Regions from separate parts of the Gossypium hirsutum genome. Here regions 1, 3 and 4 are each linked to region 2. The links are chromatin contacts, called in public Hi-C maps. All regions are on one chromosome and are shown on one strand. Each heading gives the region's core, a stretch centred on a gene start, on an enhancer-like site or on the middle of the called end of the contact. The rest is flanking DNA. Distances are from core to core; before and after follow the strand shown.

What was found. Hi-C and Micro-C count contacts between places; a contact is called where the count stands out from the background.
Region 1: a Hi-C map of leaf shows a contact between it and region 2, with 2.4 times the contacts expected there. The contact joins the promoter of LOC107901706 here to the promoter of LOC107901714 in region 2. A contact is called at or near these places in 11 of 34 Hi-C or Micro-C datasets (callus, hypocotyl and leaf).
Region 3: a Hi-C map of leaf shows a contact between it and region 2, with 2.0 times the contacts expected there. The contact joins the promoter of LOC107901705 here to the promoter of LOC107901714 in region 2. A contact is called at or near these places in 2 of 34 Hi-C or Micro-C datasets (both in leaf).
Region 4: a contact with region 2 is called in a Hi-C map of petal, with 4 times the contacts expected there. The contact joins the enhancer-like site here to the promoter of LOC107901714 in region 2. A contact is called at or near these places in 4 of 34 Hi-C or Micro-C datasets (hypocotyl, leaf and petal).

Annotation. Positions count from the first base shown.
Region 1 is chrD06:49,864,144-49,871,024 of Gossypium_hirsutum_v2.1, reverse strand. LOC107901706 (protein HIGH CHLOROPHYLL FLUORESCENCE PHENOTYPE 173, chloroplastic) reads left to right here and starts at 4,432. Exons shown (of 16, transcript XM_016827798.2): 1 at 4,432-4,928; 2 at 5,184-5,432; 3 at 5,526-5,687; 4 at 5,874-5,924; 5 at 6,396-6,530; 6 at 6,699-6,722; 7 at 6,810-6,881. The coding sequence starts at 4,863. It overlaps LOC107900089, which reads right to left and starts at 147. Exons shown (of 5, transcript XM_016825797.1): 1 at 1-147. The coding sequence starts at 147.
Region 2 is chrD06:50,684,669-50,690,970 of Gossypium_hirsutum_v2.1, reverse strand. It overlaps LOC107901714 (probable LRR receptor-like serine/threonine-protein kinase RFK1), which reads right to left and starts at 4,060. Exons shown (of 24, transcript XM_016827812.2): 1 at 3,760-4,060; 2 at 2,934-3,105; 3 at 2,476-2,547; 4 at 2,299-2,367; 5 at 2,159-2,230; 6 at 1,868-1,939; 7 at 1,679-1,750; 8 at 1,522-1,593; 9 at 1,349-1,420; 10 at 1,172-1,243; 11 at 1,008-1,079; 12 at 118-186. The coding sequence starts at 3,853. It overlaps LOC107901713 (probable LRR receptor-like serine/threonine-protein kinase RFK1), which reads right to left. Exons shown (of 22, transcript XM_016827811.2): 22 at 5,852-6,302.
Region 3 is chrD06:49,778,238-49,784,422 of Gossypium_hirsutum_v2.1, reverse strand. LOC107901705 (ras-related protein RABA1c) reads left to right here and starts at 4,358. Exons shown (of 2, transcript XM_016827797.2): 1 at 4,358-4,927. The coding sequence starts at 4,707.
Region 4 is chrD06:50,128,175-50,135,072 of Gossypium_hirsutum_v2.1, reverse strand. No RefSeq gene overlaps it. Among protein-coding and RNA genes, the nearest start is that of LOC107901708, 7.5 kb to the right of the region's middle. Within about 2 kb of position 2,667, at least 1 of the 9 cell types and tissues checked has an H3K27ac peak or open chromatin away from gene starts, as enhancers often do.

The sequences.
Region 1 (6,881 bases), core at 3,183-5,682, 820 kb after region 2:
CACTTTCAATTGATGGTACCCAAATCTCAAGTCGATCTTATAAAACATTGATGCCCCTCGAAACTGATCAAAAAAGTCATCGATCCTCGGCAACGGATACTTATTCTTTATCGTTAACTTGTTCAATTGTCGGTAGTCAACACACATTTTCATAGTACCATCCTTCTCCTTAATAAATAACATTAATGTTCCCCAAAGCAAGACATTGGGTCTTATGATTCATCTATCAAGAAGTTTTTATAGTTAGACTTTCAATTCTTTCAACTCCTTTGGTGCCATGCGATAGGGAGCAATGAACACCGGAGCTGTCCTAGACAGAACCTAAATCCCAAACTCAACCTCATAGTCTGGTGGTAACCTAGGCAATTCCTCAGGAAAAACATCCGGAAAGTCCTTAACAATTCGAATTCCCTCCACAACAGAACCCACAACACTTGTGTCATGCACATAGGCTAAGTACGCCTCACATCCCTTTCTTACCAGTTTCTCAGCTACAATAGTGAATATTACATTAGATAGGTAATCTCGAAGCTCACCAACTAGAACAATTTCTTGACCATTGGTTGCTTTCAGTGTCACCCTCTTTGCAATACAATCCGGACTGACTTGGTATCAACCAACCAGTCAATTCTCATAACCAAGTCAAAATCCCCAAACAGTAACTCCATCAAATCAGTTGAAATCACAAACCCCTGCATCTCCAACAGACACCTCCTATAAACCTTATTAACTTATACAGACTACCCTAACGGGCTAGCTACCAAGACCTCACTAACAGTTTCCTCAACAAATATTCCCAACTTACAACATACACAACTAGCAACATACGAATATGTGGAACCAACATAAATTAAAGCAAAGTACTGATGAGAATGAATAGTAAATATACCTGCTATAACATTAGATGCATCCCTATCCTTGCGATGCCTCACCACATATACCAGTGCAAGCTATCTAGCCTCAGTCTAATTAGCACCTCACCCCGATACCCTCTGTCCACGACCATTACTATTACCAACCCTAAACTGACCATGGCCCCTTAAAGGTTGCTGAACTACCCTCTAAGGCAGAAGCTGATCTTGAACCAGAGCTTGCATCAACTTAGCCCGATACGAAGAATCCTTAATATGATGCTCCATGGACCCACATCTCAAACACGCTCTTATCCTCTTCCAACACTTTCCTATATGACATCTACCATAATCTGTACAAATCTAAGCTCGACCAATACCCACTGTTGCATTAACCTGCGAAGGCTTGTCTACTCTGGCCCGTTTCTTAGGCCACAGAGCTGTACTAAAAGAATCTGATTCTGACTCAGAACCTCACACACACACTACTCACATAACTTTAACCAATGAACCAAACTAATTCACTTTTCAAAATTTTCACAACCCTAACTCAAAATCAAGATGAAACCACACTTGATTCTACTAACCCAATTTCTTCTAACTCGATTTTCGGGATGTGACACTTATGCTTATATTTTTAAAGTTAGGCTGACCCAGCTTGACCCTTTTACTATCTATTTGGGTGAAAATAAACTCAAAGCAGGAATTTTTTTAAAAAAATCAAACATTGTCCTAACCTCACCCATGAATAGCTTTAGTGATAGGTCTTTCTAAAGTTTGATCTATTCGTTCAATACATAATAAATTATATTTGAACAAGTATTTTTTAAAATTTAATTCAAACCATTTATATATCAAAAATATTTTTAGTTAAATTTATTTATAAATTATATTAAATATTAGTGTAAAATGATTTTTAAATAATAATACAAACTCTAATTTAATTTTAATTAAATATAAATATATTATGTAAATTTTTTTGTACAAAAAACACATTATATAGAAATCTCAAGAATTAATTTATTACCTTTATATTTTGTCAAAATGGGGTCTATTTTTATATAAAAATCTTTTTAGTATAGTGTGTTATGAACAAAAAATATATATATTAATTTAATCTAAATTAATTCAAAATTCATATTATTATTTAAAACTTATTTTGTGCTAATATTTTATACACTATATAATTAAATTTACATAAAAATATTTTTGATATATACTTAATTTAATTTAAAAATAAAAAAGGAATTTGTTTAAATTTTATTTAATATGAATTGAACGGATAACTCAAAGTCTGGAGAAATCTTATTATCATTCATGGAGTAAATAACATATTTTTAAATTTTTTGAAAATTTTATATTTTTCATATTTTTAAATTATTTAAAATGATTTTTATTGTTTTTTAAAATTTTAAAGAGTTCTTAATTTTTCAAAAAATTGTCATTTTTCTATTTTTATTATAAATATGAAAAAGACTTCTAATTTTAAAAACATTTTTTTAAATTGTTTATGTATTTTTAAGGGTAAACTATTAAAATAATCACTTTTGTTTACCTCAAGTTATATTTTAGTCACTTATGTTTTAAATATTACATTTTAGTCACTTACGTAAACGTGTTGTAACATTTCAGTACTAAGCCGTTAATTTTCGTTAACGGTGTAACGATAAGCTGGCGTGGCACATTAAGTCATCATTTCAAACAAAAAAAAGGGTAAACTATACAATTGGTCCCCATATTTTTTTGTTTTGAGCAATTTAATTTTTTTCTTTTATGTTTTTTAAACTTTTCTTTCTTTTTTTCTTTATTTTACATTATCTTCTGCTTCTTCCTCTAGTTTCCTCCCTTCTCCATCTTTTTTAACGTAAATTTTCTATATTTTTCATTTGTTAAAACTTTTTTATGTTTATGAAAAAAGAAAAGGCGAAAGTTGAAACCAAAATAAAACTTGTTTCGCATATTCTCACCCCACAATTACAAACCATTATCGTCCATCATCACTTTAACGAACCAATTTGGATCTCTTAATGACCTAGTCCACAATCTCTCCTCACTCGAAGATCTCGCCAGTTGTGACTTATGGCAATCCACCCTTAACAAAATTTCTTGAGCCCATTCCCTTAACCTCCTAATCAACCCCCATGACCACCTTATCTATCTTACCTACAACATTCTCACCCTCTCGAAATTATGTTGTTTCACAGATTCTTCAAACGAGCTCTACATTCTCAATGACTAAAACGATCATCATATGAAACATCCTCAACTTTACCTAAACTAGTTTGGTTCCATGCTACCTTTCTCTCTTCGATTCATCCATGCTCGGCTTCTAATCAAACTTGCTTGGGAATATCCAAAAAGGTTTAGATCAATTTTATTGTTTGCTTAATTTTATTCGTCATCAAAAAATAAAATAAAAGGAAAGGAATAATCTACATAATTCTATAAAAGTTTGGAAATAAAAAAATTTGTTTTGAATATAAAGAATTCAATTTATGTTTAGATTTGATTAAGGATATGATTTTATATATTGATTAGTTAGATCCAATTTTAGTTTCAAAATTAGGTTATATTCAATTTGAGATTCGATTAAGAATGATTGATATTCAGTTTTGAGTAAAATTCAATTTAGAAATCATGCGAAAGAAATAAGGACTTGGTTTATTTGGTGGGCAAAGATTATTTTTCTGCAGTGAAGAATATGAGAAGAGAGAAAAATAAGGGGAAGAAAAAGAGGAGAATAAAGAAATAAAAAGAAAAAGTTAAATTGTTCAAAAAATAAAAGTATAGGGACTAGTTTTAACAAATGAAAAATATAGAAAAATTACGTTAAAAGAAATGGAGAAAGGAGTAAAACAGATGGAGAATGAGAAGAAAATGGAAAATAAAGAAAAAAGAAAGAAAGTTTAAAGAACATAAAAGAAAAAATTAAATTACTCAAAACGAAAAAAATACAGGGACCAATTGTATAATTTAACCTAAAATTGTCATTTGAAATGATAATTTAATATGCCACGTCAGTTTACTTTACACCATTAACGACAATTAACGCTTAGTAACAAATGTTACAACACAATAACGTAAGTGATTAAAACGTAACATTTCAAACATAAGTGACTAAAATGATCATGAGACAAATAAAAGTGACTATTTTAATAGTTTATCCTATTTTTAAAGAGTAAGGATCAAATAGACAAAAAAGAAGAATAAAAAATGAGAGCTAAAAAATTATTTTACCCTTTTTATAATAGTTAAATGAACAATTTTAATTGTAGTAACGCAAGAACTAATATTTTTAAATAAAAAAATATAGAGATTTAATCTCTTAGAATTAAATTATAAAAACTAAATTTTATATTTTAAACCTAATTTTATCGCAACTCATACCATAATGAGTTTCTAGAGATAACTGTAAGAACAAATTAACAAATAGTATAGGGATTTTGATCATAATAGAGATGAAATTATTTGATATAGTATTAATATAACAATTTAGGTGCCCGATCGATACTATTATCCTTTTCAGATACGGTAAAAATGCCCAATCGAGGTTATATAGGGTGCAGGTACCTAAAATGGCAAACCTGGTTTCGGCATCTTCTCTTCTTTGCAACTTCTTCTCCACTGAATACAGTACAGAACCATCTTGTATGATAATCTTATTTCAATCTGCCTTCTTTCATCATAATTTACCCCTTTTTTGTTTGTTTGTTTGTTTTCGGGAATGGAGAGGCAAGGAGCTGGTGCTACCTAATGACTTTATAAGCCCACTTTCAAACCCAATAGAGCCCCTTCTAGAAAGCCCCTTTGCTTTTTACCTTCGAAGGTCCAAGTTCTTCAGAAGCCGACTGTTGCAGAGTTGGGGTGTGTGGTCTATATTAACTGCTTTGCTTCAAATATCAAAACTATCAATCTACACTTGCACAACGCCAACCTTTTGATCTTTGACCCTTCTTCCAGTCTCTAGTTGTAAATTCTTTTTTTTTTAACTGTGTAACCCACTGTCAAGAAATGGAAAGTTGTTTTTCTACAACAATATCATCATCATCATCTCCCTTCTCCATCTTCAGTATTCAGGCAAGTAAATTATCATCATTGCATGCACTTGTTCTGTTTGTATAGCTATTTGTATATATTGAATATATTTTCATTTACAATATTTCTGGGTTTATTACTCTATGTTCAGTCTGGAAGTGTAAGTAAGAATATTTTGATTTCTGATACAGTATCTTTGAACTATAAACTCCTTTGCCAAATTTGGTGTTTGCCATTTTCTATACAATCATGGGGTCATTTTTTATTTCATAACTTCATCAACTGAAAAAACTGCAGGGTTCTTCATCAAATGTTGGTAGAAAATTTTCTAAGAGTTGTATGCATCCTCAGCTTCTCTCCTGTCAACTTCCTAAACCATTTCTTCAACTTAATGGCAGACCTAAGTATCGTCTTAACCAACGAAGGTCCGCTTATTTATCTTCTGCAACGTACAAAGATCCTATATCTGCTGAAAAACAGGGTTGGGATTTGGGGAGATTTTTTAAAACGTTATACTTTTTCAATGGACCACCGTCTCCTGCTAAGGTAGCATAAACTTTCTATCCTTCTTTTAATCATAATGTCTTGATTCATAAATTTGTGTGCACACACTTATATGCAATTTACTGTTCCCTGAAGATTGTTGAATTTATAATTGAGAAATTATCCGGTTCATCGCCCGAAGAATCAGAGAAGAAAATGGGAACTTCTGACTACGTTTTGGTAGTTGGAGCTACTGGGGGTGTAGGTAGGAGAGTGGTTAACCACTTAAGGAAGAAAGGGTTGCCTGTTAAAGCATTGGTATTTGTCCTAAACCTTGTACACCTTTATCTAGCATTCCCTTGAAATATGATTTATGAATTGATGCCTTTTGAAGTGCTTCAAGAGGGCTGTCTTAGTATAGATTTGACTTGTTTTTCTCATTCTCTTTTCCTCTTTTCTCTTTCGCCCTTTTAACTTTTTCTCTTCATGTGTGCCTACATTTAGGTTAGGAATGAAGAGAAAGCAAGAAAGATGCTCGGTCCCGATATTGAATTGGTGAGCTACCTTCCCATGTTAAGTCTTCAATATAGTTTTGTTTTAGGTCATTGATTTTATAATGTGGTGGTGCTAAGGTATTGCATTAAAGAAATATGTTTGTTTGCTATATTTATCATGATTCTTAAACATACAAACTTAACTTTTATGCTCCGCTTGGTATAAAAGATGGAAATGAATGAGAATGGAAAATTTGTTAATCTACGAATGAGAATGGAAATTTTGTTAATATAATGCTTAAGCTACAAAGTAAGAAAGTGGTTATGAATCTTAACCATTTGATTAACAAATTTTGCATTCTAACTCCTTTCCATCCTTCATACCAAGAAAAGCCTTAGTGCTGTCATAGTGCAGATCCATGTGATCTGAAACTATACTTATGTTAATATATCCTTCTTCATTGTTGATAGAGTTTATCCTTTAATCCTTCCATTCCATGCTTCCTAATTCGCCCTTTCCTTCAAATTGCAGATTGTCGGAGACATTACAAAGGAGAGCACACTCGTTGCTCAGTACTTCAAAGGAGTGAAGAAAGTCATAAATGCTGCTTCTGTCATTATTGGCCCAAAGGAAGGGGACACTCCTGACCGAGCAAAATACAGTCAAGTATGATTTCGGGCATTCTCCGAATGATGAAACTATTGGTTATGAAACAGTTGGCTAAGTTTCAAAATTTTCTTTTAGTCTATGAGAAGATTGAGTGTTTTATTGGATTATAGTAAATAATATTTTTCCTGGTTTAGGACCCTGACATCCAAATGTTATTTCTTTCAGGGAGTCAAGTTTTTTGAACCAGAGGTAGCAAACTAATTGCAATCTTTTACCTCTTCAGATTCTCTTGAGGGAGTTATACTTGAGAATTTGTTTGTTTGTTTGATGAAACAGATAAAAGGTGATTCACCTGAAATGGTTGAGTACATTGGAATGAAAAACTTGATTAATGCTGTGAAGGAGAGT
Region 2 (6,302 bases), core at 2,811-5,310:
CTACCTTCTACAATAAAGAAGTTAAAAATGCTTATTCAGAATCTTAAAACAATCCTTTTTCTGCAATGAAGTCCAAAAGTTAGTAAAATGCAGCCACAATTTCAAATTTATACTTACACAAATCTTAGACGATCTGAACTTATCCTGGTTGGAATTTTCCCAACTAACTTGTTGAAACTGAGATCCCTGTTGCAATGGTGAGATAATTTTAGTGCCCAAATTTTCAAACATGATTTTGCAAACTAGGAGTCTCAATGAATCAGTTACAAACTTGCTTTTTGAATCAAAAGGATATAAGTTCATTGCAGGCAATAACTTGGCGATAGAATATCTATTCAAGAAGGATCTTGAGGTAGACGTTAACCAAATAAATAATAAAGAACTCTGCTCCTGAATATTACGTCCAAAGAAAGTAATAGGACTAAGGCATGAACTTCACTTTCATATACATGTCTAGATCTATTTTCCTCAGTTAAAAATAAAAGCAAACTAGTTCTAAAACCAAGAAACACAGAAACCAGACATGTTATTGTTGACATGCCACCAATTCTAGAACTGCCTGATATTTTGGGCTTTTAATCTATCTTAGACCATTATAACTGACATCCCAAATTCATCATCTAAGTGTTAATTAAATACTAAGCACCCTTTGGCCTAGTGATATATTCTTATTTATAAACCTGATGCTCTACAAATTTCTAAGCATAAAGACCGTGACGTTTTCAGCAGAAGATTTGCAGTCCTTCAAGTGTAGAATGAATAACTTGTCTGCAGCCAAAGTTTGAACAATGGCCACTTTACAGCATGATGGTAGAGAACAATTTAACTATGGTTGTCAACCAAATGTTACTGAGGCTATAGTTTTAGTTTCTTAAAAAGAGAATGACGGACTTGTCTACCAGAGTCAAAGAACAATTACAACTTTAGTTTCTTAAAAAGGAAGTGAATGCAAATAGAGGAAGGCAAGGACACTTCATGCCCTAGAACCTTGCAGTTGTTTTACTTACAACATTTCCAGATTCTTCATTGCCCAAATGTAATCAGGGATCTCTCCAGAAATGTTGCAACTCCTCAAAACCCTGCAAAAATATAACAGGCTTAGGTTCAGTCAAAATGGATCATATACAGATGGCACCTTCAAAATAATTGATAATGTGAGCACTAAACATACAATGTTACTAGGCCTTTCATGTCTCTGAGCACAGGAAAATCCTGACTTGGCCCATTTATATCACTAATCCTCCTGCGCAAAAGATAAGTACAACATTTGCAATCCCATCAGTGAAAAAAAAAGCTAGTTGTGCAATATTAAGTCAATGACTGCAAGTAAAGGACGCATTATACTCACAGCACAAGTAAATTTCTCAAAGGAGATAGGCTCACAGGTATTGGTCCCATGAGCCCGCTTGCATGTATTTCTCTGCAATAATTCCAAATAAACAAGTAAAAATGTAAGAAAACGGATATATGCATATGTACATATATTAAAAATCTGAATTTTATTTTAACTAACAAGCTTACAGTCTGCTGAGTTGTTCCCAGTTTAGTATGAAACCAGGTATTGTTCCATTGAAATTGTTATCATTTATCCTACTGCAATAGACAACAAAATGCTGTTGGTCCTATGAACATATCGAGGTACATGGTTTAAAGTACAGGAAAATTTGAAGAAACTTACAGATCAGTTAGATTTTTTAGTAGACTAAACGTCACTGGCAAATTTCCAGTTAATTGATTGGAGGAGAGCATCCTGAAATTAACATAAACGTAAAAAAGATGAAAACAAATCATTTAATGTTGATGACGGGCAAGTAAAGTAATTAACTGATTGTGCAAGAGCATCCTGAAATACTGGGTTTTCCCTTACAATGTAGTCAAGTTCACTAAATTCCCAAGTTCAGGTGGTACAGGACCCGAAAATTGGTTTGCTTCAAGACTCCTGATTATGAAAGCATCAAACATCCTTCATAAATTTCCTACTATGTGAAAAAGAAAGATGAAAAAAGCTATAATTTTGTAGGATATATAGCTATACATATAAAAAATGCAGAGTTTGCTATTTTGATTTTGCATTGTACCTTCTTTCTAGGACTACAATCTTCATAACATCCTCAAAATATTAACTAAAATATACAAATAACTCAAGTTCTGAACATACAGATATGTGAGAGTGGTAATATTTCCCAGGTACTTCGGAATTTCCCCTGACAAGCGATTTACTAGAAGAGAGCTGCACAAAAACTTCAGGTTAATATACCATATGAACAAAAAATTATGTTAAAAGTTTCAAAAACTTACATAGAAGTCAACTTCATTGAAGCCCATTCAATTGGAATGGTACCATTTAGGTAGTTGTAAGCAAAGTCACTGATAAAAAAGTAAGATTACTTAGGACAGTTATCTACTATTGCTGTAGATTATATAATCAGTATGTACAATATAAACATCATAGTTAATCATTTCAAGAGCTCTTACATTTCCCGAAGGTAAGGAAGCTTAACCAGTTGAGGGGGGAGTATTCCAGGAAGGTTATAACCTTTGATCGCTCTAAAATACATAAGCCAAGATGTATTAGTACAACAACGACAAAAAGAAACAGATACTGATTGCCCTAAAAGCTTCACTAAAGAAAGCATAAACTACATAAATTACTGAAATAGATACTCAAATAGCTTTACTGCAGTCATTGATTTTAAGGTTGTCTGCAGATGTGAATATCAAAACCATGCCTCAAAAGGAGAATCCATGCAAATATAAGCTACTTCGATTACAACAGCCAAAACTACCCTCAAATGTTGTCATTGACAACCCCCTCAGATTCACTTTAGTTAGAAATAGCCATGCATAAACATACTGGACACATGGAATAATTCACCTAATCAGATCAAAGAATTAAATGTAAATTAGCTAGTAACAAGATGAAGGAATAATACATCCTTACGACATGACAAACAGTGCCATCCGCCTCACATTCGCAAGAGATCTCATGCTCGGAATTTTTTGGCGGCACTAGCGTTACCCCAACCATTTCAATTTCACAGGAATCACCAATAAATTTCCAGTATGTGGAGCCCATTGCAGTAGTAATCTCTTCCAAAGCATCAACTAGAAGACATTCATAGTTCCATAAGCATCGCAGCAATATATATGAATGTAAAAATGAACAAAAGCATCTTAATTGGATCAGCATTTTAATTTGTAAACCTATAAACTGGATAAGAAGGGAAGGAAAATATTAGGATTAACTGCTTAAACCAAAACATTTCAATCACCCATAACATTAGTTCACACTCAGCGGTCAAAACCAAAAGCCTATTCATCATTGACTCAATATTTATGACTCTTTGATTCCTTGTGGACTATAGACAATTCAATACCTCAGGCACAAGAATCACTTACTGATAAGCTTTTGAAGAAAATGGAAGTTTTAGTGTCATTATGAGCATGAAAGAAGGGACCTAAGCGAAAAAACAGTAGTTAATACCACCTACTTTCACCATAATCATATACTTTGTAATGAACCCAAGGAATTTAAAGCAGCAAGATCCTATAAGATTCCAGCTTAGAGATAAGTTCCTGCAATGGGTTTTAATTTGAGGAACATCCAACAAAAATTAAACCAAGTAAAAACTTAAATCCATTTCCACTTCCCTTTCATTTTAACCAGCGAACCCCCAAAAAAAAAACATATTCCCACACTATCTCATCAACCAAATAAAAACTACACTACTAAAAATCAGATCTTGAACTCTGACTCACCTTCTTCTTCGGGCACCTTCGACTCAGAATATCTAAGCAAGCTGAAACAACCCATTGCAATGATCCAGAAGACAAAAAGCTTCTTGGTAACCATGATGACCGTTACTTTCAAAGAAACTATGAAAAGCTGCTCTATTAGAGTTCGACCCCCTTGAAAATGTAGATTAAGAAGCTAGTGTTTGTAATTATAATAGTGCAAGTAAAGTTGGAGACTTGACAAATCCCAAAAAAACCCAGAAATCGAGATACTGGGATGTATATTACAGAAAGTAGATACTGGGAAAGTAAAAAATACATTTGGTATATACTGAACTGTTAATTACATGAAAAAGGAATATTTTTTCCGGAAATTTTGGGATCTTTTTAACAGGGTAGGAATGTCTTAATCGTTTTTAATTGATATTTATTCTATTTTATTTGCTGCAGTAAGTTCACGTTTTTTATATTTCCATAAGAAAGATTTGCTGTTTAAGTTAAAAGAAGCAGCCATGAATGAGTCTTAGAGTGGTTTGGAGTGCGGTTTAAGTTCACGCTACAGAATCGCTACAGTATATAATTTCACTGTCATCGCTGTTTTTACACTAATTACAGATAAACGTACCGCCTATCTAAACTCACCCTTAGCACGAAACGACCTTTTGGGGTTGCTAAGCTTCCTTTTCTTTGGACTAATTTATGTATGTATATTGTCTCCATTAATTAAACAGAAGAGAAGTCGAAAAATAGGCTAATACTTTGAATCATATGGTCTAAAGTTAGGCAAGGATGATTGTTACCAAACCTTTTTTTTTTAAGTACTAAGTTTTTGTTTCGATTGTTTAATTAAAAATTTTATAATTTCATCATTGAATTTATTTGAAAGTTTTTATTTAAATTATTAAAAAATTTAAAAAAAAAGTATTTAAGTCACTAAGCTATTAATTTTTTTTTAAAGTTTCGCCAATGAGTTCCAAATGACAATTCGACTTCATGATATCTAAAGTTATTTCATGAAAAAAAAAATTAAACTAAAGAAGAAAAGAGAAAAGTAAGTTTTTAATTGGTTCAGGCTGTTGAAACAGAGAAAGTCATATAACATCGATTTTAACATTTCAGTTATTTAAATAAAAAAATTTGAATAATTTAATAAACGAATTATAATTTTAACAAATGATTAAAATAAAAAATTACTTATAATTTAATGATTAATGATATAAATTTTTTATGTAACATTAATAGTAATAGTAATTGGCTGTTACTCAGACTCCATCTTGAATGAAGTGAGACAAATAAGCATTGATATTGAAAGTGGGTCGGGAGTGGCACATAATATTTAGATTCAGTAACTGTTGATCCCACAGACTAAACAGTGAAAGGCAGTTGACTTTGTATTACATTCAAAATAGGTGGGCTGCTTCTTGTTTTCCCAAACCCAAATTCCATATTTATCATTTGTCCTTTTTCCTTTTTTACTACCACAAATTTGCACGATTGTTTTACCATATGCTTCGATTTTCCTATCCATAGGTTGATCCATCACCCCACCATATATGCATGTAATGTAATTCACACCGGTCTTTGAAATTTTGTAATCTGAAAACACCTTGATTTGAATCTTTTTAAAAATTAAGGATTAGATTATAGTGTTTTTTTTTCCTTTTCTTTTCTTAATATTTTTATTATTTTTTTAAGGATGAGCGGGAATCAATTATAAACTTAATATATATTATTTTTATTTATTTTAAATATATTTATGAAAATATATAATATTTTAAATATATAAAAGAGTTGGCTAATCAATTCACATTCAATTGATTTAAGGTAATCATATGATTAAATTAATGTTGAAGGTCATCATTTAAATGGATTAAATTCGAAAAATGAATTAACCCTATGCTTGGATTACACCAAAATAAGAGAAAGGTATGAAAAGTAAAATAAAGTAACACTCTTTCCCTCATTTGGAAAATTTTCCCTTATTTGATTAGTTTGTTTTATTTAAATAAAGGGAAAAAAAGGGCTGAATTTCTTTTCCTTTTCCTTTAATTACCTAATTTCTTTTATTTGCCTTAATGCTAGAGAACAGAAAGTAATATTTTTTTAAGATACGAAATTACAATTTTATCTCATTAACTTTTTACATAAAATCATTAATATTCAGACAAAATATTGTTACATCATGTTTTTTCTTACTTCAATAATTTTTTACCCAAACATAGGTAAAAGGAAAACAGAATAGTCACTAAATAATAAAACCCTAACCTAAATTTTATCCTAAATGTACTAAGCTGATATCATTTGATCTCATAAAAGTCTCCTCTCTCATTAACAAATTGCTTTCGCTTCTGGTTTGTGTTCCATGGTGGGCCAGTGGTTTCCGTGAGAGACCATCAATTTCAGGCACATTACATATGAGTTTGATGACCCTAATCAACTACCATCTTGTGAGGTTCTTCAACTTGTACAAAATAAATAAATAAAACATCCCACCTTACCTCACACCATGTTTCAATGGAACCTCACAATCATGAGTCACAAGTATAGGCTGTACTCAAACAGATTCA
Region 3 (6,185 bases), core at 3,109-5,608, 910 kb after region 2:
CACAGATTCCCCTTTGAGTATAGTTTCTATAGAAACAAACGACATCAGTATTGAAGCCCTGTACAGGGAGATATCCAAGTCGTAATGCGCAAAGGTCAGTGTAGTCGATCCCTGTAACATGGGAGACTTTGACTAATAAACTGTACTAATTTGCCTGACCAAAAATTCTAGAAAAAATATGTATATGGGCATATGAGTCTAGTTTCAGGGAAAATTTACGGAACTGGATTTCGAGTTTCAAAACTCAAGATATGATTTTTAAACCGACTAGTACGCAGATTGGCAGCTTGTCTGGGAAATTTTTTTAATAAGTGGTTTGAAGTCTGTTAACACCTCGTGTTCGACTCCGGCGACGGTCTCGGGTTCGGGGTGTTACACATATGAGAGCCTTTTATGGGACATATAGAAGACCATGTCCATGGCAATATCTGATAAATGGGAAGTCCATAAGGACGATTTTAATGTGGAAGTCCATCAAGACTGTCTTAATGTAAAAGTCTGTTAGGACTATCTTAAATGGGAAGTCTGTCAGGACTATCTTATAAGTGGAAAATTGGTTAGGGCTATCTTACAAATAGGATTCTGCAAAGAAGGGAACCGCTTGTATGAGTGCGTCAAGAATGAGTTCATTTTCTAGAAATCTATTGCTATTTGCAACCTATCTATTTATGCAAAATCGTATATGAAAGATATGATAGTCCACCATGATTGCCTTATATGTATAATTCCATAATTGGGGGATTCGATGTTAAGAATCCACTTACAAGTTATCTATTTCAAGAAGATAACCACTAGGAATGGATAATCTAATCGTGAGATAGAGTCGGAAGGAGATGTACTGTCCAATCTAACTACTTGATTGGGATGAGCACACTTTTTATATTAAGTTATACTAATATCTCCCTTATGGATCCATAAGGATTGTAATACAAGTCTGAGTTCGATAAGACAAATCACTATTAGTAGTCCACAATGTGGACTATTCGTCACAAATTGTCTTATGTGAATATTTGTGGCCATTGGTGCAAGGCATGTTATGGGAATTATTTATGGATTATCTTTTACAAGTTCATAAGTAAGGATCAGCAAGGATTTCCCTCTCAAGAAAATAGATGCATAATGAGCCATGAAGACAATTAATGAAAATAGAATTAGTAGGGGAGATCCACTAAGAAATCATTTACTATTAGATCAGTATTCTAGCATTGCATCTATGAGATTTCATCGGTGGAAGCTGTATGTATGCCAGGCTTAGTATAGCCAATCATGAAATCTTTCGCTTCCAAGTCATCAACAATAGATCAACTTCAATCAAATAAGATGGATTTTTTTCTAGTTTGTAAGAATAAATAAACGACAGTACCATTGAGGGAAATGTGCCAAGTATGAGTAGACCAGTTTATATGATGTAATTACTATGATAATGAGACTGGCATACTATCCTAATACGGGCAAGACGATCGTTAAGTCCCAGCCACGAAGTGCAAGCATGTTAGCGTTGTGTTAATAAGTTATGAAAACTCATCAAGTTCTAAAAAATTACTTGTGTTATTATGTATTGCAGGTAAATAGGAGGATTTTAAGAGTTCAAGAAGGAACCAGGCCAGAGTTCGTTGTGCAACGACAAATTTGTTTCTTAGTTGTAATATGCATACAATGGGGCAACAGAGAGGTAGAGTCCTAGGGTCTGAGTCAAGTCGTAACCAAGTTGTGAATATATTGAAATTTTAAATCAAGTAATGGTTTCAATGTAATAAAACTTCCATGGGAGTAAATCCTCTCTTGGTAACATAAATTACAAGTAAATCATTTATGCGTAACGGATTATATAACTACGCTATATATGTTTATTTTAGGGTTTCATTCGTTATATAAAGCACACTAAATAAGAATTTTAAAATAAGAGTTAACATTATATGATTCCCAATTTGCAGCATATTTCCTTAAGGTACTGGTTTATTAGTATAGTTAATGGCGTGTAGCACCCTGCCGTCTGGATCTGGTGATCGGGTCGGATATGAAGTGTTACAAGCCGATTTAACTTGACCTTGCCACCCATAGGTGCGAAGTCTTATTAATGATATTGATTATGGTAGTTGGAAAGGTATGTGAATAAATACAATGATAAGAAATCATTATTTTTAAAATATTAAATGAATTTTGCCACCCATGATGGTGATGTCATGTTAAAAAATAGGATTTTTTACTCTAATAATATAAAATAATTAAATAAATACAAAAATGGGATAAAGGCAATAATATTTACTAATTTATGCAGGAGCTATAGTAAAAAACTGGTGCCACCTGGCCAATTGGCTACACCCTTCTCCCTAGCCACTGGTCACATCAAGTTTTAACAAAAATATTCTTTTATGGGTGTCGCTTGGTCAATCGGCAGCACCGAACTGAAATGCGATGACCTAAAATATTTAGGGACATGATAGGTAAATCTGTCATTTTGATTGAAAAGCTTTAAGGGTGCTGCCTCACATCTTGGCGGCACCAAACTTCAAATAGGGTAAATTACTTCATAAAACCCTTCTTGTTTATTATTTCTTTTTATTTCCCTTTAACACAAAAAATAAAGAGGTCTCTTACCAATTAGTCCAATTTTTTTTACTAAAAACTATTTTTGTAAAAAAAAGCTTATTCCAACTGGAAACAAATTTTCTTTATTTTTCAAAATATAATTTTTTTTGTAAAATTATTTTTCAAAAATTATTCTAACTGGAATAAAATAATTTGAAAAAAAACTATTTTTCGAAAAATAAATGAAATTTATTTTCAGTTGAAATCGACTTTTTTACAAAATACTTTTTAGTAGAAAAACTTTTTGGACTAATTAGTGATAGGCCTCTCTATTTTTGGTGTTGAAGGGAAATAAAAGAAAATAAATAAGAAGGGGTTATTAAGCAATTTACCTTTTTGAAGTTTGGTGTCATCAAGTAGGTGGCACCCTTAAAGCTTTTCAATCAAAATGGAAAATTTACATATTAGGTTCCTAAATATTTTAGGTCATCACATTTCAGTCCAATGCCGCCGATTGAGTAGGCGGCACCCATAAAAATATATATATTTTTAAAACCTGATGTGACTAATGGCTGGGGAGAGGGGTGCCGCTGATTGGTCAAGCAGCACCGATTTTTTACTGTAGCTCTTACCTAGATTCGTAAATATTATTGCCTTTATCTCATTTCAGTATTTATTTAATTATTTTGGTAAAAAACCCTAAAAAAACATTTTAGAAATTAATTTCCAATAGCAATATTTTGAGAAATCAAATATTAATATTTTATTATGAAAAAGGGCAAATATGTTCTATTTTTTAATAACAAAATCAAGAAGAAGAAGAAGAAGAAGAAGAAAGAGACTACAATAAATAGTATACACCACTCTTAGCATAAAACGATAATCAAAATCCATTTTTTTTTAAAATTAGACCCGTGGTTAAACCGATCAGACCACCTGTTCCCGATTTAACCAGTCTATTTGGTTCAAAGCAAATAAATTATCAAAAAAAATAAAAAATATTAAAAATTAAAGTAAAATTAGGTTCAACCAATTTAACTATCGATTCAACTAGTTTTTGAGTTTGGTTCAACCGATCTGTACTGGCTCCTGGGTCTACTAGTTTTTTGTCACTCTCCAAATCGATACCCCGACCACTTTGATCCAATCAATTCGGCCAATTGATTCAATTGGGTTCAGACAACATTGCTAATATATCATCGAAAGCATTCAACTTGAAGGTTCTTTTTTGACAATTCTGTTGTACACCTTTGAAAAAAACTTAGAAAAATGTTTAACCAAATCACCTAATTACAAGTTAATACTAAAATTTCTAATGGTATACCAATATTTGTAACAAATATTTCTAGCTTGTATAGGTTAGAAATTTTGGTATAATAATGATTCAAACCCATGCAATTTTTGGGGAAAGTAGATACTTTGACAATAAGCCACAACTTGGATTCAACGAGTTATTCCTAGTAAAATTATCATGAATGTTCTTTTATTAAGAGTCGAATTACATTTTGCCATCTTAACTAAAAAAATGGCAATTTAGTCTCTATATGTTAGATTAAAAAATAAATTAATTTTTTATTAAAATTTTTATCTATTTCTATGATTAAAAATTGATTCATATGCGTTAACATGAGTGGCACTGTCTGATTATTTCATCAGTTACATTAACTTTTAATAATATAAAAATTAATTTACTTATTTTTTTATTAAAAACAGAAAAATACAAATTAATCTTAATACATCGTTATTCGTGTTATTAAAAATAAAAGGGAAAAGAACCCGAAAAATCAACAAGTAGTGTCGTGAAATTACAACATTCCCACTTCAAAAGACCGTATATAACAATGGTTAAATTGACCCATAAATCCTCATTTTCCAGCAGCAAAAAGACGTTATAGGTGAAAAATTTTGAAGGCATTGAAGTCATTCCAGAAAAGGCCCCAACTTTCAAGGATATTTCCCCACATTTTCTGGAGTCCAACGGAGCAGACATTCAGTCTTTCACATTTCCAACTCATACCAAAACCAAAACAACTAGATTTTTTTTTCTTAGGCAGATCTCAAAAGAAGAGGCTTTTAATATACTTAGAAGCCGCGTGCCATCTCCTCTTTCACACACTCGTTTATTTACTTGACGCAAAGAAAGAGGGTAACAGCTGTGGTTCTGTGAAAGAGTAAAGATGTCTGGTTACAGAGCTGAGGATGACTATGACTATCTTTTCAAGGTGGTTTTGATCGGTGATTCCGGAGTCGGAAAGTCAAATCTGCTCTCGAGGTTCACCAGGAACGAGTTTAGCCTCGAGTCCAAGTCCACTATTGGTGTTGAGTTCGCTACTCGTAGCTTGAATGTTGATGGAAAGGTCATCAAGGCTCAGATTTGGGACACTGCTGGTCAAGAAAGGTCTCACTTTTCCTACTTTCTCGTCTTCCTTTCCCTTTTTTTTTTTGATCTGGGTATTTATAGTTCTTTTCTGATTTTGTATAAAAGATTGGCAAATATCATAAGCGTATAAGGTTTTCCTTCTTCTTGGAGATTTTTTTCTTGAAATTCGTTGTTGCTTGGGAAAAGAAACTAACTTTGATTCTTGAAGAGTTTGGTTTGATCTGAAATGGGGTTTAACAAATCTCCCTTTTACCAGTATACTAGAGAAAAAAAGGGTCTTGCTTATCTAGATCTGTGAGTAGCTTGTAAGTAAATGGTGTTATGATTGCTTGTTTCTTGCAAATCTGTTGTTTAGATTTAGTATCTTTCCTAATAGGCTTGTATTGCAAATAGATCCAACATAGATTTGAAGTGCATGTCAGCAGATCTTGACTATTCTTAATCTTGTGATCATGTTATACGGGTTGTGTGCATTCATCTACAGTTAAGTGGCTTGACAAAATGAGTAACAAACGAGATGGTCATGCTTTGCATTAATATGTTCGCTTCCTGCTAGATATAAGATATATTTGTCTTCGTTACTTGCCCGCTTTCTTATTTTCTCATATGTTATCACTAGTTACAAAGAGATGATGATTGCTTACCAGGATCTTGAATCCGATTTGCGCATGGAATTTGTTAGTCTAGTGTTTAGCATCAATCTAGTCTGGTATTTTGGGATGTTGCAGGGACCTTATAGCTACAGTGTGGTAAATTGATTATGGAAGAAATGGCTTGAACAAGTAAATGATGTTAGTTTCTAGAGGGAGGGACCTTTCAAGTCCTTGAGTGGCAACTTTTAGGGTGTGCCTTGTTAACAAAGAAAAGTGAGATGAAAGAAAATAGGAGATGTATGATCATTTTCCATCCGAATGCATAAAAACAAATCATCCCAATTTGGAATGACAAGAAGAGATAAAATGAGAAAGATTTAAGTTAAGTGTGCATATTTACCAAATTTTACATTTTTTTTTTAAATTTTCATTTTGTTTCTTTTATTTTTCTACTCTACCAGGCAATGGGTGGAAAGAAAAATATTTTTCTATACTTCAACTTTTCATTTTCCATCTTTCCTACCAAGTATTCCAGCCAAAAAGAAAATGTAATTTCTATGTTTCTACTTATCTCCTCCTGTTTAACTTTTCATCTTTCCAATTTTCTTTTTACCTTACCAAGCAAAGCTTGATTTTATGGGGAAAGAGTAGTGCCATAGTAATATGTTTTTCTTTTATTCTGG
Region 4 (6,898 bases), core at 1,418-3,917, 550 kb after region 2:
TAGGAACGACGTTATTTTAGAGTGACCTACTGTGTAGTTTACCTGAAATTAAAAGACTCAAGTAACAAAGAGGATTTTGACCAAACACTTGCATGCCATGTGTTTGCCACAACTTATAATGAAAAATAAAGATAAAGAGTTGAAAGGAAAACATATAGGACCAAAGCTAGAATTTTTTTGGGGCTAAATTAAGTTGTATATTTTTACAATAGTAAAAATGCAAATTGACGATTTTAATAGTATATATCTTTATAAATTTTAAAAGATTAAATCAAATTTTTATCATTTTAGAGGACTAAAATATAATTTTACCATATACTAATTTAAAATTTTATGAACTATAAAGAGATTAAAAGTTAAATTTTCATTTTAAGGGGTTCGAGTCCTGCCAACCTCTTGGCTCCACCCTTAAAAACATCCAAGAAAAGAACTCCCAATATCCTAGCTAGAAGCAAACTTTACAAATGATTTGAAAGAGAAAATTCAACTTGCTTCCTATATAAATATACTTCTAAAAAATAACTAACTTCCTAAGAACCAATCAGTTTTTGACAACTAAGCATGGATGCCAACTCAACTTCAACTCATGCTAAGTCATAATTAGGACATCCAACTTAATTAAGCAACAAAACAAACCTGAAAATTAAGACAACAATGTTCAAATGTCTTAAAATTTCCTAAAATGCAACTCTTGTAAAAAAACTTCAAATGTGCTGAAAATGCAAGACAACTTAGAATTTGTATTCTAAGCATTCTTTCTTTAAGAATCCAGTTTGTTAATGCTTGTTAAAGTTCTCCAAGCATGTTCACGTTCATGAATAAACATTTCCAAGGTTGAAATATTGATTTTTTAAAAAACTTCAAATCCTGAAATCTATCAATATTTTCCAAATTTTGGTTTTTTGAATTTCTTGAAACCAAGATACATCCTTCTCGAAGTTGGTTGTACTTTGAATGGAAAATTAAGTTCATTACGTCCATGGGCTGGATTATGGGCCTTGGAGCATGCATGACATCTACTAATATATACAAGGAAAAGATGGAGTCGAAATAATGCTGTAAAGAGGCGAAACAAACGGAAAGAAAATGTGATGTTAAGCAGCTGCTTGTCAACCTTTAATAAATCGAAGAAACAAATACTTTGACTACATCTTCAGAGGTTTGAAAACGTTAAATTCATTTCGCAAATTGGCACTTGAATCCAGAAGAAAAACAAGCAGCCCTACCTTCTCAAATCTCAACTAATCCACCAAATCAATGAGTAAAAACAACATCTGAAAAGGGAATTGAAACCCATCAGATCACCATATCAATACCTAACTCTTTACTTCTGTGTTGCAACACTAAGTGTTAGAATACTATAAGTGATATTGCATGAGTTAAAGTAAAATACTTGTAATACTTATACAATTAAAAATAATTAGAATTTTTAATTTAAAAATTGTAATAGTTATTCATTTAAAAATAATTATAATTTTTACAATTATTAGTTAAAAAGTTGTGCTAATTTTAAAATAGAATTAGTATTTGAATAAAACTCTAAGCATAAAATACAGGAAACAATTATGATCATATTTAAATTACAATTATTTGTTAGAAACCTTTTTTTAAATAATTATAATTTTTACAATTATTAGTTAAAAGGTTGTGCTAATTTTAAAATATAGTTATTAATTGAATAGAATTTTAAGTATAAAATATAGGGAAAAATTTTATGATATTTATAATTTAAAATACAATTACAATTATTAGTTAAAAAAATTTTGACATAGAAAAAGTTGTGCTAATTAATTTTATTGGTGTAAAATAGAGCTATTATTTTAATATAATTTTAAGCATTTTAATTATCAATTAATGAATATTAGAATTATATATCAATTAAAATTTAAGCTTAGCTTTATAAATAGCATCTAGTTTTACGGGGCTAGAACTTTAGTCTTACAATCCCATGGCCTTAGGCAATTTCTTGGTTACAAATCCGCCTAAGTCAACCTAATTCTCATAATGTGAGAATTCTCTGTAGAAATTCTCCAGGGCACCGAAAATAAAGAGAAAGCAACTCAAAGACAAAATAGCAACGAAAGAATAGAAAAAGTCACAAGAAAGTAATGCCCACAAGGTGTTTGAGTAAATGCTTTCAAAGCATATTCGGCAATTTTAAATGGAATACAATAAGATAATACAAATAAAGGAGAAGACCACTATTTATAGTTGAGCTCCCCCAGATACAACGGTACAATTTATTTTTCATCAACGATCAAAATTAAATTAATCTACAATTTGAGATTCTTAAAAGATTTACATAATCCTTAAAATCACAAAATTAAATCTCATCATATAACATATTTTATAAGATTAGTTTCCATATTTGATTATAATGGGCGGCTGCAATGAGATTTTCGTTTCAGCATTGCACAATTAGGTGCTTTATGCTACAATTGACTTTGGATAATATAGGATACGATTGGTATAGGATTAGTAACGTCTGTTTGGGCATGAAAAGTTGTGAAGCGAATTACATGGCTTTCACCCAAAACAATCAAGTTTCAAGGAATTAGACTTTGATTTTCCTTCAACTCAAAAATGATTTCTTTTCTCTGTCAGATTCATCTCCATTACTACAATACCAAAGCATCAACCAACCTTTTTTGGTGATGATTGATCTAGCTCAGGAGACAAAGCTAAAATCAGAATAAGCTATTGGTGTGAAGCAAAATGACTTACAAAGGTTTCGATTTAAGATTTGCATCAAACTGTGTGGTTCAAAAAACTTGACAGCATGTCTAGTTTTGTTGTGGTACAAAAATTGTTAAAATTTTGCTAGAACCAATCCACTAAAATCAACTCCATACAAAGAAATAATGATTTAAACTTGTTATATCCCTTTGTCGTTTAGACACACGTAAGCACCAGACACATTATTAATCTTTGTGTTGACTTCTTTTGAAGTCCTATCCCAACAGGCCACTTGACCATAATACTTCTGTGTAAGATCACCCGTTCTGCTTAGAGAGGAAGTTATCTGCCCGTGTTTAAATGTGAACACTATCCAAGACAATAAGGAGACCATTCAAGCATAACTATCTCGTACTATTAGAATCTCATGATATATGCTCATGATTATCCTTTATGCATATCATATTAATGGACAAAAGGACCTCTCCTATAGATACATTGATGAATGACAAAGAAATGATAGATCTTTTTTCACCCTAAAATTACACTAAGTAATTGCCTTCTTTATCAAGTCGTCCCCTTGTCTCAATTCTGGCTCTCAGCCTCTTTAAGTGAATTGGCTTCCATTACAACACTTTTATTTCCTCCTTATCCTCCTAATTTATTGTACTTGATATTAATAATTGGTGCAGTGAACGTGAATAATCTGTGTCTCACCCCTAGTATTTCCATCACTCAGTAGATGTTTATCAAAATCATTCAAATATAGTACTCTCTCAAACAAAGTAATTCCTCAAATGTTTAGTAGCAATTTGGATAATGAAACCAATCCCTTATCTTAATTGGATAGTTAATTATATCCTTTAAGCCAAAACGTGGCTTTATCTTGTCCAACTCCCAAACTTAAATGTTGAAGTTAAGATGGAGAGACAAAGAAGATCATTAGAAAATGTGGCATGCTAGTTAAAAGGCTGCATTCAACCAAAAGTTATCTTCTGGTCTAAATGGCGTTATTAAGTAACAACTTGTTATGCATTTGGACTTGTATGCTAAACATCTTTATAACATGTCCAAGACTATGAGATGAAAATGGTCATTGTAACACCCCCAACCCGTATCCCTCGTTGAAATCGGGTTACGGAGCATTACCGGAGTTTACAGATCAAATAGATAGAAATTTCAACATTTCATATAACATAAAATTTATGTCAGAAACTAATCAAACTCATACATACTGTCCCTTATTCAAGCCCTCGAGGCCCAAAATACGAGTTAGAAACAAATCAGGACTAAATTAGAAACTCAAAAAAAAAATTTTTGGAAAATCTCGATAAGGTAAATTGTTTAATGAATTTGATGGGTTTGTTAATTATTGAATATTGACCCAAACATAAACAAAAATGAGATATGTTGTGACTAAATGAGATACATGAGTTATATACTCATGAATTGAGTATTGAATGGCTAATACCAATGTATAAACAATTATTGTTTGATAGGTGAATAGCTATTTATATAGTAATTGTGTGAATTGGGACATTGTTAATCAAATAAAAGATGTTAGCATGTGCAATTTGAGTATAGTATGAAATGATGTTGAAATGATGTGCTAATATGTATGAATTAAAAAGGTTGACATTGGATAGTTAATTGAAATGGATTGAATTGGTATATAAATTATGAATGTGTTGATTATTTGAATTGAAAGGAATATATATATTGTGTAAATGTGATAATGTGCAAATATGATAATTGGATATTGATTGTATTTGGAAGTGAAATTAAATCCTATTAACTGTATCGGGCTAAGTCGGATATAGATGGTATGCCATAGGATTGGAAGAGTTCAGGGATTTCTTCGACTTCGAGTTGATGAGGCACTGGGTGCCAATTTACTTCGGTTTAACTGACGAGACACTGGGTGTCAAATTTATATAGCGCTGGGCACAATTATTACTTCAGATTTATCCGATGAGGCACTGGGTCCTGGTTGGATCTGTGTATCCATCTGAGTCCAAGTCGTGTTAATAGGGGTAATTAAATAAAACAGTACTATGATTGATATTAGATGATATTGTATGAGAATTGAAAATGAGATAATGATTTGAAACATGAAAATGAGTTATATACATGAATGCACTAACTTGTGTATTGATGATGGTGATTAGGCTTATGTCAAGTTTGAGATTATGATTGATGTATATGCTTATGTCTGGTATTATACAAATGAAACGGTAAGTTCATAATTGAAATGTGATATGATGAAAAAGGGATTGGTGAGTTGAATAATGTACTTATATATAAGAAATTACGTATGTTATGGTTGAACTTACCTATGTTATGAATAAATATATTAATTAGTTAATTAATGTTGTTATTTAAGTTTATGTTTAGTAAATAGAATGGAAAATAAGTAAAGGAAGTTATTCGTAGTTTTATGAAAAGGTTAATGATGGTGTATAATGTTTATAAAATCCTATTAAGTTAGAAATGAATATATATATATGATGTTGATAGACTTACTCATTTATGAGTTGGTGGTTATGTAGTTGATAAATCTTGAGGCTTTGGTATAGCTTTATATTTAATATATAAAGTTTATTATTGAATTGGAATATTATGTTTAAAGTTTGTACGAGCTTACTAAGCATTCATTGCTTACGTAGTTGTTTATCCTTATTTCACAGATTATCGAAAGCTCGATTGGGTTAGAAGCTTGTCGGAGTTATATCACACTATCCATCAGTTCTATCGGTACTTTCGGATGTTTTGATTTTGGTTATAATGGCATGTATAGGTTATTTTGGATAAATGATGGCCTATATGTGTTTTGTTGAGATAAGCCACTTATTTGACTTGTGTTTTGGTATTTTGGTATGTGCATAATTTACCTTATAATGTTGATGTGTGGAACAATTTGTGATTGAATGATGAAAGGTAAAATAGTAGTTGAATATGCATATGAGGTATGTTTTATAACTTGGTGTGATTTAGAGGTGTCCATGGGCCGGGCCCAGAAAAAATTTCGTCCCGCGTCCTAGGCCCGGGCCCGGCCCAGCCCATCCCGGCCCGAAATATGGGCCTAAAATTTTGTCTAGGCCCAGCCCGAGAAAAAATTCCTAAGCCCGAGCTCGGCACGGCCCGGCTCATTTTTTTAATAAACACGAAAAATTTATTTTAAAAATAAAAAAAGAATTTTAAAAATATTTTAAAATTAAAAAATTTAAATATATATTTATTATATTCGGGCCAGGCCCGGGCCAAAAAGTGGTGCCCGAGGCCTGACCCGTTTTCTAAACGGGCCTCGTTTTTTTGCCCAAACCCATATTTCAAGCGGGCCGTCGGCGCCCGGCCCATGGACACCTCTAGTGTGATTTGGTACTATGCTATAGCAATTGTATATGTATTTGATGCTATTGAATAAGTGATACAGTTGGTACCAAATGTTAAGTTTTGGTAAATGATTTACATGTTGTGTGTTAATGCAATTATACATAAAAGTTGGTTGATTTCTTGGTTACATGAATTACATGGTTATACATGTTTATAATTGTCATTTGAGGTGCCTAAGGGCATATTGGTTGTATGTGAATATACTACATGTTTTAAACTTGATTTTGTTTGTTTTGGATGCCATAATATGGCTTGTTTATATGCATAATGTTGATTGTAGGTTGACACAAAATTGAGTGAGAAATATGACTTGTAAAATGGTCTATTTTCGTCCACACAGGTGTATGTCTCAACCGTGTGTGACAGTCACAGTAGAAATCAGTGCGAGTGTCGGCTTCAACATTATACGCAAATTTGCATATGCACTATTTAAAGAAATTTGATTTGACATAGCATAAAAAATTTATTTTGATTTAATTTAATCTTATTAAGGTGACATCATATTATGTCATCAACAATTATATTTATTCAAAATAAAAATTTTTAGATTTATTTATTAAAATATGTGTTATTGAAGCAAAATTAAAATATTCAGGTAATTTTAAATAAAAATGATGATGACCAATAGACCATAATTCATTGGTCGCCCCTAGTTTGGAGAAAGAAAATTCCATTTGCATCCAAAATCAGCAATCAATGAGTTTGACCACTAAATTTCCAATACAATAAAATAGAATTTGTGTACTTGTCTAAATGCATGCATCCCTTGCAATCCAGTCTTCACCATCTAACCCAAAAACATTGCACCAAATCATGTTTCTGTTTTCCT